Regions from separate parts of the Mus musculus genome. Here region 1 is linked to region 2. A link is a contact called in public Hi-C data. All regions are on one chromosome and are shown on one strand. Each heading gives the region's core, a stretch centred on a gene start, on an enhancer-like site or on the middle of the called end of the contact. The rest is flanking DNA. Distances are from core to core; before and after follow the strand shown. Region 1 overlaps Sema5a (sema domain, seven thrombospondin repeats (type 1 and type 1-like), transmembrane domain (TM) and short cytoplasmic domain, (semaphorin) 5A). Region 2 overlaps Sema5a (sema domain, seven thrombospondin repeats (type 1 and type 1-like), transmembrane domain (TM) and short cytoplasmic domain, (semaphorin) 5A).

The links. Hi-C and Micro-C count contacts between places; a contact is called where the count stands out from the background.
Region 1: a contact with region 2 is called in a Hi-C map of pancreatic cancer cells, with 1.7 times the contacts expected there. The contact joins two enhancer-like sites. A contact is called at or near these places in 6 of 484 Hi-C or Micro-C datasets (3T3-L1-derived adipocytes, the C2C12 cell line, embryonic fibroblasts and 3 more) and 2 of 115 datasets of contacts at active chromatin or transcription factors (embryonic fibroblasts and embryonic stem cells).

Annotation. Positions count from the first base shown.
Region 1 is chr15:32,433,757-32,439,143 of GRCm38.p6, forward strand. All of the region lies in intron 3 of Sema5a (sema domain, seven thrombospondin repeats (type 1 and type 1-like), transmembrane domain (TM) and short cytoplasmic domain, (semaphorin) 5A), which reads left to right. Among named protein-coding and RNA genes, the nearest start is that of Sema5a, 190 kb to the left of the region's middle. Within about 2 kb of position 4,100, at least 3 of the 459 cell types and tissues checked have an H3K27ac peak or open chromatin away from gene starts, as enhancers often do. A contact at or near this core is called in pancreatic cancer cells, where this site is marked.
Region 2 is chr15:32,318,596-32,323,934 of GRCm38.p6, forward strand. All of the region lies in intron 1 of Sema5a (sema domain, seven thrombospondin repeats (type 1 and type 1-like), transmembrane domain (TM) and short cytoplasmic domain, (semaphorin) 5A), which reads left to right. Among named protein-coding and RNA genes, the nearest start is that of Sema5a, 76 kb to the left of the region's middle. Within about 2 kb of position 4,071, at least 43 of the 459 cell types and tissues checked have an H3K27ac peak or open chromatin away from gene starts, as enhancers often do. A contact at or near this core is called in pancreatic cancer cells, where this site is marked.

The DNA of each region.
Region 1 (5,387 bases), core at 2,850-5,349, 120 kb after region 2:
ATAGGGTGGGGGCTTTGATCAGATAAAGCAAAACACAAGTCATCTCTCTGCAAGCCATGAGAGTTGGCTTTGTCCTGTGTGTTTTCATTCACACACTAAAAGGTTTACTCCCCTTATAGCCAGAGACCAAGCTTCTCTGACCACATGGCCTCATCAGGTTGTCTGTGCAGAGCATATGACAAGGGAATCTCATGAATGTGTAATGAGCTTTGGAGTACTACAGTCTTGGTGGTGAGATTTCTAACAGTGTATGTATAGAGACTCTGGGATGGAGAGATGGCTCAGCAGTTAAGAGCACTGGCTGCTCTTTCAGAGGACCTAGATTTTATTTCCAGCACCCACATGTTATCTTGTAACTGTCTTCCTGACTCCACAGGGATGGAAGATACACAGGGATATGGTGTACAGATAAATATGCTGCCAAAATTTCTACCTACATAAATTAAATTAATTAAAAATACTAGACTGGATTTTTTTTTCTTTTTTCTTTTTTTTTTTAAATTATTTTATTTATTTACATTCCAGCCATTGCCTCCCCTCTGGTCCCTCCTCCCACAGTTCTTTATTCCAGTTTTCCACCCCTTGCCTCTGAGAGGGTGCTCCCCACCACTAGGCATCTCTGTTCCCTGGAGTCTCAAGTCTCTTGAGGATTAGGCACATCTCCCACTGAGGCCAGACCAGGCAGACCTCTGCTATGTATGTGCCCTGGGCCTAGGATCAGTGTATGCTGCCTGGTTGATGGTTCAGTCTCTGGGAGCTCCCAGACATCTGGGTTAGTTGAGACTGCTGGTCTTCCTATGGGGTTGCTCTCCCCTTCAACTTATTCAATCCTTCCCCTAATTCAAGCATATTGGTCCCCAACTTCAGTCCAATGGTTGGATGTAAGTATCTGGGTCTGTCTCCATCAGATGCTGGTAGGGCCTCTCAGAGAACAGTCATGCTAGGCACACATCGGTAAACACGTAATAGCATCAGTGTTAGACCTTGGTGCCTGCTCCCTCCATGAGATGTACCACAAGTTGGGCCAGTTACTGGATCACCTTTCCTTCAATGGACTGGAAATTTTATTGTATTCAAAACTAAGATCACTTGATGAGACAGTAATAGGGAAATCCCTAGGGGTCACATAAGATATTTTATCATTTCTAACCTGGCATTTCTTGACTGAGCATTATAGGTAGCTGGATAAAAAAATAACCATTTCTGATTTAACTTCACCTATGCACCACACAAATCACCTAATATTTTACATTTATCCAGCACTGGAACATACTGAAGTGACTAGGCAATGTGTGGGCTAGATCTCAAAATCAGAGCGAGTGGATGAGCATGCGTTCTCTGAAGTGTCTCAGTTTCCCTTTTAGATAGACTGAACTGTTAGCAGAGGTTATTAATAGCTCATGCTCTATTTTAAGGAATCATGCATAGGGAGTAGGCTATAAAAACATATATTCTTCCCATGAGGTTCAAAATATTATTTATCAACAAGAAAACATTGGAATAGCATGGAGATTAAGCTTCTCTACACATTTGGCATAATGTATAAGTTACTTTGAAATTGATTGGAAGGCAGAACAGACAGTCCCCATATAGGATATTCAGCAAGACAGCTAGGGAATCTCTTCAGTCAGAGCCTTAAAACACATATAAAATGTTACCCAAATGCATGGGAAGAAAAGTACTAGGAGACAGAAATCAAGTAGTAGGCAGCCTGGAATCCTTAGGAGAGGCACAATTTCAAGACTTTACTGGCTGGAGCTTTAAAATGTGTTTAGAGATGAGAGCAGCATAGTGTGTGTGTGGTGTGTGTGTGTGTGTGTGTGTGTGTGTGTGTGTGTGTGTGTGTGGTGTGTGTGTGTGTGTGTGTGTGTGTGTGTGTGTGTGTGTGTGGTGTGTGTGTGTTTGCAGAGTATGATTCCACAGAGAGCAGAAGCTCACCATCCCTGTCTATGGAATTCCAACCTACAAGCTGCTGTTCTAGCTGCAAACTAGAAGTTTAGAAGAACGACCTATGGAATCACCATGCCTGACCTCAAGCTGTACTACAGAGCAATTGTGATAAAAACTGAATGGTACTGGTACAGCGACAGACAGGTAGATCAATGGAATAGAATTGAAGACCCAGAAATGAATCCACACACCTATGGTCACTTGATCTTTGACAAGGGAGCTAAAACCATCCAGTGGAAAAAAGATAGCGTTTCCAAAAAAGGGTGCTGGCTCAACTGGAGGTTATCATGTAGAAAAATACAAATTGATCCATTCTTATCTCCTTGGACAAACCTCAAGTCTAAGTGGATCAAAGACCTGCACATAAAACCAGAGACACTGAAACTTATAGAGGAGAAAGTGGGGAAAAGCCTCAAAGATATGGGCATGGGGAAAAATTTCTAAACAGAACAGCAATGGCCTGTGCTGTAAGATCAAGAATTGACAAATGGGACCTCATAAAATTGCAAAGCTTCTGTAAGGCAAAGGACACTTTCAATAAGACCAAAAGGCAACCAACAGATTGGGAAAAAATCTTTACCGATCCTAAATACGATAAAATATCTAATATATATAAAGAACTCAATAAGTTGGACTCCAGAAAACCAAACAACCCTATTAAAAATGGGGTACAGAGCTAAACAATGAATTTTCAACTGAGGAATACCGAATGGCTGAGAAGCACCTGAAAAAAATGTTCAACATCCTTAATCATCAGGGAAATGCAAATCAAAACAACTGTGATTCTACCTCACACCAGTCAGAATGGCTAAGATCAAAAATTCAGGTGACAGCAGATGTTGGCGAGGATGTGGAGAAAGAGGAACACTCCTCCAGTGCTGGTGGGATTGCAAGCTTGTACACTCTGTAAGTCAGTCCGGCAGTTCCTCAGAAAATTGGACATAGTACTACTGGAAGATCCAGCAATACCTTTTCTGGGCATATACCCAGAAGATGTTCCAACTGGTAATAAGAACACATGCTCCACTATGTTCATAGCAGCTTTATTTATAATAGCCAGAAGCTGGAAAGAACCCAGTTGTCCCTCAACAAAATAATGGATACAGAATATCTGGTACATTTACACAATGGAGTACTACTCAGCTATTAAAAACAATGGATTTATGAAATTCTTGAACAAATGGATGTATCTGGAGGATATCATCCTTAGTGAGGTAACCCAATCACAAAAGAAGCATTAGATATGCACTCACTGATAAGTGGATATTAGCCCAGAAACATAGAACACCCAAGATACAATTTGCAAAACACAAGAAAATCAAGAAGAGGGAAGACCAATGGGTGGATACTTCATTCCTCCTTAGAATAGGGAACAAAATGCCCATGAAAGGAGTTACAGAGACAAAGTTTGGAGCTAAGACGAAAGGATAGACTATCCAGAGACTACCCCACCCGGGGATCCATCCCATAAACAGCCACCAAACCCAGACACTATTGCATATGCCAGCAAGATTTTGATGAAGGGACCCTGGTATAGCTGTCTTGATGAGGCTATGCCAGTACCTGGCAAATACAGAAGTGGATGCTCACAGTCATCTATAAGATGGAACACAGGGCCTCCAATGGAGAAGCTAGAGAAAGTACTCAAGGAGCTGAAGGGGTCTGCAACCCTATAGGTGGAACAACAATATGAACTAACCAGTACCCCCAGAGCTCATGTCTCTAGCTGCATATGTAGCAGAAGATGGCCTAGTTGGCCATCACTAGGAAGAGAGGCCCCTTGGTATTTGCAAACTTTATATGCCCAATACAGGGGAATGCTAGGACCAAGAAGTGGGAGTGGGTGGGTAGGGGAGCAGGGCGAGGGGAGGGTATAGGGAACTTTCGGGATAACACTTGAAATTTGAAATGAATATAAAGAAAATATCAAAACAAAACAAAAACACCTATTGACTTCCTAGGAAGAGGAGAGGGACCTGACTGAAGTAGAAATTATCAAACGAAGAGAAGAGAAACTGGGACACTGAGGTTTCTCTGTGGATTTCCACAGGGAACCAGAACAAATCCCTTTCTTCTGGGAGGAGGGCTACACCAGCAGCACCACATTTGTAGGATTAGCCTGCGCCCTCTAGTGTTCGCCTCCGTGACAGTGCTTCCATAGTTCCTGGATCTGGGCTGGTGGAGACACAACTGGGTGGTGATGGGCTCAGAATCAAAGACTATATATACTGATGGAGGGAGCAGTGCGTGGCTTGGTGAGTAAGTCCCCAGACTTCATTGACAGACCGTTGGTAGATCAGCCCTGAACAATGTGGAAAATGCAAAAGATACACATGTAAAGTCAGAATGATCAGGGCCGGGGTAGCGGCAGATGTGGATGGATGAAAACAGACGCAGGGACAGAGTTTCTGAGTCGGAAGGAAATTCTGAGGGTTATGATCACGACGCACCGTGTAAAGAAGCATGGATTAAGTCGTAGATGAATGCATAGTAAGTAGGGTGCCATATAATCCTTTACCTAAGTCTCAAGGCAATCGAAAATAAATGACTTAGGCCTGGATACTGAGAAAGGGAGAGGCCATATTGTATTTTTAACCCGCCCCCTTCTCTGAAAACAAAACCATACATTCTGTTATTTTAAGGAGGAAAGTATGGAGATAGATTAGATTAGACTAGACCTAATGACTGAGATTCTTGTGACACTTTGGCTCCTCAAAGCATTCTTCACAGACATAAATGGGAAGAATGGCCACATGTTAAATGATCCACGGCTGAGAAACACATTACTTTCTCTGTCGGAGGAAGGGACATAGGGCATTTGGCATTCACAAGACAAATCACAAGCCAGTAAACAAGATTATCAAATACAGTGAAAGAATTTACAGTGTCTGCTTCTCCTTCCACTTGGCCTTTTATTCCACAGATAAAGGTGTGAAAAATGTTTGCATGTAGATGCCCCCATTTGATTATCGAACTCCAGATTCCATACGGACTCAGTGCAGTGATTTCTGCTGCTGTGTTCATTGTTGTTTTTATTATCGGCACAATCTGAATGACACTCCTCATGAGCATAGATTCAAAGGTGATGCCTTCCTTTGAGAGCTATCGTCTTGTTACTGCATGTTGCAGAACTTAGTAAAGATACATTTTCTTGGGGGAATCCTACTAACTATTTTTGTTATCCCTTAACCTGCTTTCTCTTTACTAGAGTGCTTCCATTTCTTTAATCATGTGTACTTGAAAAAAAATACCTTTGCCTCTTCTTAAAATATTGAATACATATCAGTATACACCATGGCAAATTTCTTCATATTGCCCGATGCATTCTGTCCATATCAGTATCATTAATTCAAGCAAGCTGCATATCTCTGGATGATGTTCCCTGTGTTAACTCCTGGGCTATTTGCATGCTTGATGCTTCCCTTAGATGGATGAGC
Region 2 (5,339 bases), core at 2,821-5,320:
GAGTGATATGTCCATACATGATTGGTTATGCTACCAGTACCTCATTAATATGCATCGGGCCAGGCAGTGACTCGGCAAAAAACTCTTATGCACATGCGCACACCTAGTCGGCCATCACTGGAAAGAGAGGTCCATTGGACAGGCAAACTTTATATGCCCCAGTACAGGAGAACGCCAGGGCCAAAAAGTGGGAATGGGTGGGTAGGGGAGTGGGCGGGGGGAGGGTGTGGGGGACTTTTGGGATAGCATTGGAAATGTAATTGAGGAAAATACGTAATAAAAAAAAAAAGAAAGAAAACCACTGATTTATTTATTTAGATTTATTTATTTATTTTTTTAGATTTATTTATTTATTTATTATATATAAGTACACTGTAGCTGCCTTCAGACACTCCAGAAGAGAGCATCAGATTTCATTACGGATGGTTGTGAGCCACCATGTGGTTGCTGGGATTTGAACTCAGGACCTTTAGAAGAGCAGTCGGCGCTCTTAACCACTGAGCCATCTCACCAGCCCCAACCACTGATTTATAAAGCCTAAGGACGCGTATTTTGTTTTTTTAACCAGAGAATAATTATGGCTTTGACAGATATGATGTGAGTTTTCTAGAGGGATATCAAGAAAGGTTAAACACTTCTGCTATCTTTCATTGCCACTGGAACCTTCTAGTGGTTCTTGGAAGATGAGAGAGCAATGCTATTACTTCCCTGATTGGTCCAGTTCCTGATGTGGAGACCTGGAGAGTCTGAGTGTGTTTGCCAGGTAGAGGCACGCATATTCTCTCCAGAGTCCCATAGCTGGGTCTCATGGTGCTCCACTGGCCACCATCACATTGATGGAGAAATCAGTACATCCTTTGAGACCTCATCCCTTGCTCTCTTTGAACCTCTCATTTCAGCCTTTCCTCTGACAGAGGAGCCTGGGGAACTGCTTCTCTGCTCCTTGATGGTGCCGGTCCTCCCGTTCCTCCTGTGCCTGAGCAGAAACCAGGACCAGTTTCTCACTGAACACTTTTCCACTTCAGCACTCCTTTGTCTTTCTCCTCAGCCAACTACTCTAACTGGTGGTATTTTCATGCTAATTATTATTATTAATATTTTGATTTTTAGGAACCTGATTTTTTTTTCAGCTCTGCTGACCTGGGTTGATAAATTACTCATACCCAAATCAGTCCTCCTGGGTTAGATCAGAGTGGAATAAATGACCTTGAAATCTCCGTTCATTCACACCACAGATGCTTCCATTGATGGCTGTTTGGGTGTTGCTTGATGTTCTGTGTGAGACTGAGTGAGTGAGTGAATGCTGCCCTTTGGTAGATTTTCATGCAGCCACCAAAACCCAGACATTTCAATATTATTCATGGATCTAGGCAAAACTAGAGTAGCTAGAATTTTACATGTTAGAGACAGACATCATAAACATATCCAGGTTGGCCTATGCGACCTACATCATAAAGGTATCCAGGTAGACCTATGCCTCGATGTAACCTAGGGTCACATGCCACCACAGAGATGACTCACTACTGTTTTTCTTTTACTTTTTTTTGGGGGGGGGTTGTGACCCAGTAAGTTCTGACAATAAGTACTCAGAAAATACTGTAATTTATTTAAGGGAGAATTAAACAAAGCCACACTTTGAGGATTGTTTAGAACCTACACCTAAAGTTATAGGTGTTCTAGAAAGACCTAGATTGTAATAAATGCCTTCAGGGTGGTCCCCCAGGAGGGCCACCTGCTGCTGGAGACTTGACACAGTCAAACAGTGTACACTGCAGTCTTGGTGCTGGGTGCTCAGCATCTTAAGTCAGACTCTGCTCAACTAGCAAGTTACTACTGTTTCCTGTAAAGCCACAACACAAAACAAAGTTACTTCTCTTCCCATTGGCTGTGGATGCTGATGGCCCCTTTGTCTGTGCCCCCTGACTGGTGTAGGGGCAGCGCATCAGTGACGCTAGGGGGAGCTTGCTGTGTGTGAAGTGTGGACTGAGCTAGAAGTCATGCTGCCCTTTCCATTGCCCGAAGAGGCTTCCTGCCATTCCTTGCACTCTACTTGGGGACCACCATCCATGTTTGCTTACCTGGCTCACTGGGGTGTCGTAATGATGAGTTAGAGTGAGCTTGTCTAAGGGCTTTGAAGTTTTAGTGCCCTGGATGGTGTTAGTACTAATAGAGCCATAGAACTTTCATCCGGAGTGTTTTCCTATTCATAATGTTTAGTAATTCCCTAGGTGGAACCAGCCTCTTGCAGGCCCAATGCCAGGGCAGGCTGAGGCCTGTCTAGGCCTTACACCCACCTGGGCTTCTGCCTGTAGGCCCAGTACTGCTGTTGCTTGCCCCAGCTTGACTCTTTCTGTGTGGCCCCAGGGGTGTATTTACTAGATTCTGCTAAGGGGGAAAGCCACCCAGGCTTGCAGTCATCAACTGTACGCCAGGAAACCTTTTCAGGTAATTAGTGTGGCCTGCTATAGTGTATCTCCTTGAGGTGTGGCACCCTGTCACCTTGGCACCCTCCCGTGAATGCCTTAGAGGTGGCTGCTGCTCAGGCAGTAACCTAGGGATAACCAGATGCTTTTCTGGCTCCAGAAAGTTTTGTGCAATGTATGATCCTGTTCTTGTCATCTCGATCCTTTTGTTTTTCATGTAAGAGTGGCTCCCATTTTGTCTCTGGGAAAAACAGTCTTTTGGCCATTGAGAGTGTCTTCGCCTCTTGTCTAGGTACCAAGCAAGAGGAAAGACAGTCACCTTTGCATTGCTCCCTTAGCTTCCTTCCCTCCCACCTGCCCACACCCGTGATGACCTGGAACACACTGATCTCAAGGGCACTGTTTCCCTCAGCCAGGACACCAAGAGTATATTAGAACCTCTCTTTGAGTATGAGTGGTTAATAGGGTGAATGATGAACTTTAGCTAAATATGTAGGTGAAATCAAGTATAGGCAGAGCATTGGCTGCCAGCTATTATGACTGACATCACATTTAATCTCTACTATAACTAACGAGCAGGCCAGATTCATTTAACCACTCTCTGGTAGTTGATTTTCCTTGTCTTTCCCCACTTTCCCAAGAAGGGAATGTCAGAACCCACTTTTGTACTCTGCTCTTCTCTATGGGTCATCAGACAGGTGCCCAGTTTTACCTCACAGGTTCTCCCATGTTTCTTGTCATCCTCTTCACCCATAGTCACAGTGGGGCCATGCCATCCTCCTTAGACCTCCTGGCCATTTTTACACCTTTTGGCTTATCCCTGCTTCCCAGTGTTGGCCCACCACTGTGCTCCCATGGTCCCTGGGGTCACAGTCAGGTCTCTGTAAACCTCAACTTCTCACTCTTCCTCTTGGGATAAAATGAGAAATGGACTTTCCTTATTTGCATGGCCCTTTGTTGCTACCAAGAAAAATTGTACTAGGTGAGTTACAGAGGTAAGAGCCTTTGGAACCATTGCAACAAAGGGTGAGATCAGTATCAGCTGTACAGAAACAAAACTCAGGAACCAAATCTTCCATGCACTTACCCTACCGACAGAAAGTATGGAAAGATGTCTACAGGTGTTGTTCTTGTCATTAGACCATCTGTGTTTGCTACTGATGCTTAACCAAAGGTTGACTCCTGCCATCCCATCAAGGTTGAAGGATGGGCTGTGATATCTTTTGTTGATTGTGACATTCCGCAGGGCTGGCTCCTAGGTTCATGAGGAAAAGAGATGTAGGCTGTACACTTGGCAAGAGGGTAGGGAAGGTTCTTATCCCAAAAAGGCAAGAGGAAGGATTTGAAATGGTAAGCTTTCTCAAGTAAGGGCTTAAGAAGAAGGAAAGCCAGGGGCAGGGGGTCAAGAAGAAGATTGTCTGTTGAGTTTATTGAAACTCAGAGGAACAGTGTAGCCATCTTGGTCAATAGGTGACATGATTCTCTCTCTCTCTCTCCCCTCTTGCTACTGCCTTTGTGTTCAATCATTCCTCACTTCTCATCACAGTTTTAAGAGCACATTTTCTCTGATATCAGGGTTGGACACTCTGCTTTTCCAGTTCTAGAGACTTCCAGATGTCAGCTTGTCACTCGAGGGGTTGATTCATCCATTTGTCTCAGCAAATAGCATGCTGTGCAGTAATACCATGACTCCTTGACAGTCAGCCTGATGACTGTAATTGAAAATATCTACCATATTTTGACACATCATGGATTCATAAAGCACTTTCTTAAAAGGTGAGTATATTTCTACCAACAGTTTCAAGTTAACAATAACATTCATTTTGGAAAAGTTATTAAATCTCAGCCATTGGTAGTACTATCCTATTTTACATAAGGTTATGATTCTCACATGAAAATTCAAGACATTCTCAAGTGTTGACTCACAGATAAGCAGAGAGTCATAGGGATCTCTGTTAATCTGAACTCACCAAGAGTTTCAGTCCTCTTTCGTCCATCTCCTGAATCACTGAGGCTAGGGTGAGCCTCTGACTCTACACTTTGACATTTCCTTAGTTATTTGGATTGGGACCAGAACCCGTCATACAGCTTTGTAGTTCATTAAGGACAAAAGGACCTAAGACCTTGAAAACTCGCAACTGTACAGAACTGTACTGTACCGTAAGTTTATTGAAAAGTGTTTGAGGAGGCCTGTGAAACTGAGCACTGTGGACACCCCTCCCCCAAGTGGCCCATCCATTTACATGGCCACTAACCATCCCCAATAGCTGAGGATGGACAGGTAGGACACACCACCTGTCTTAAATGTAACTCTGAGCCCTCAAGGCTAAGAATAGATCAGCAAACAGCAAGCGCTCACCTGCGATACGGCTGGCAATGTCTCCCAAGTTCTCCTGGCTTCCACACAGAGTAGGCAGTGATGGTGAACATGGCCTCAGTGCCAGCGCTGAGGCTGCAGCTGCCCAATTGGCACTGGAGACTCCCTCCACTGAGGCTCTGCAACTTTAAATGGACTGCAGAATTCTGTTTGCATTTCAATTTACTAAAAATCAAATTCAAAACAAGACATGGGTGTGTTTAAAAATACATTGAACATGATGCTAAAAATGTGAAAAGATGTTAGAATGATTTAAAAGTGATGGAAAAGGAGGTATGGGGGGTAAATAATTCAGAGCAGAAATGTACATGGCAAGCCTGTCTGGAGACAGGAGTAGTAACAGCTCCCACTTACAACTTTTCCAGGCAGGTGGGATGCATAGCCCTTGAAAAGACAAGAGTCAGAGTCAGTTTTGGCTCTGTCTTCCTACCTAAGTGCTTAGTCTCCAGGTCATCTAGGGTAGCAACAGACTGTTTCTGTGTTGCATTTGAAGGTTTACTTTTGTACAGACTGAGCACAGTGTCTTTATTCAGGGGCAA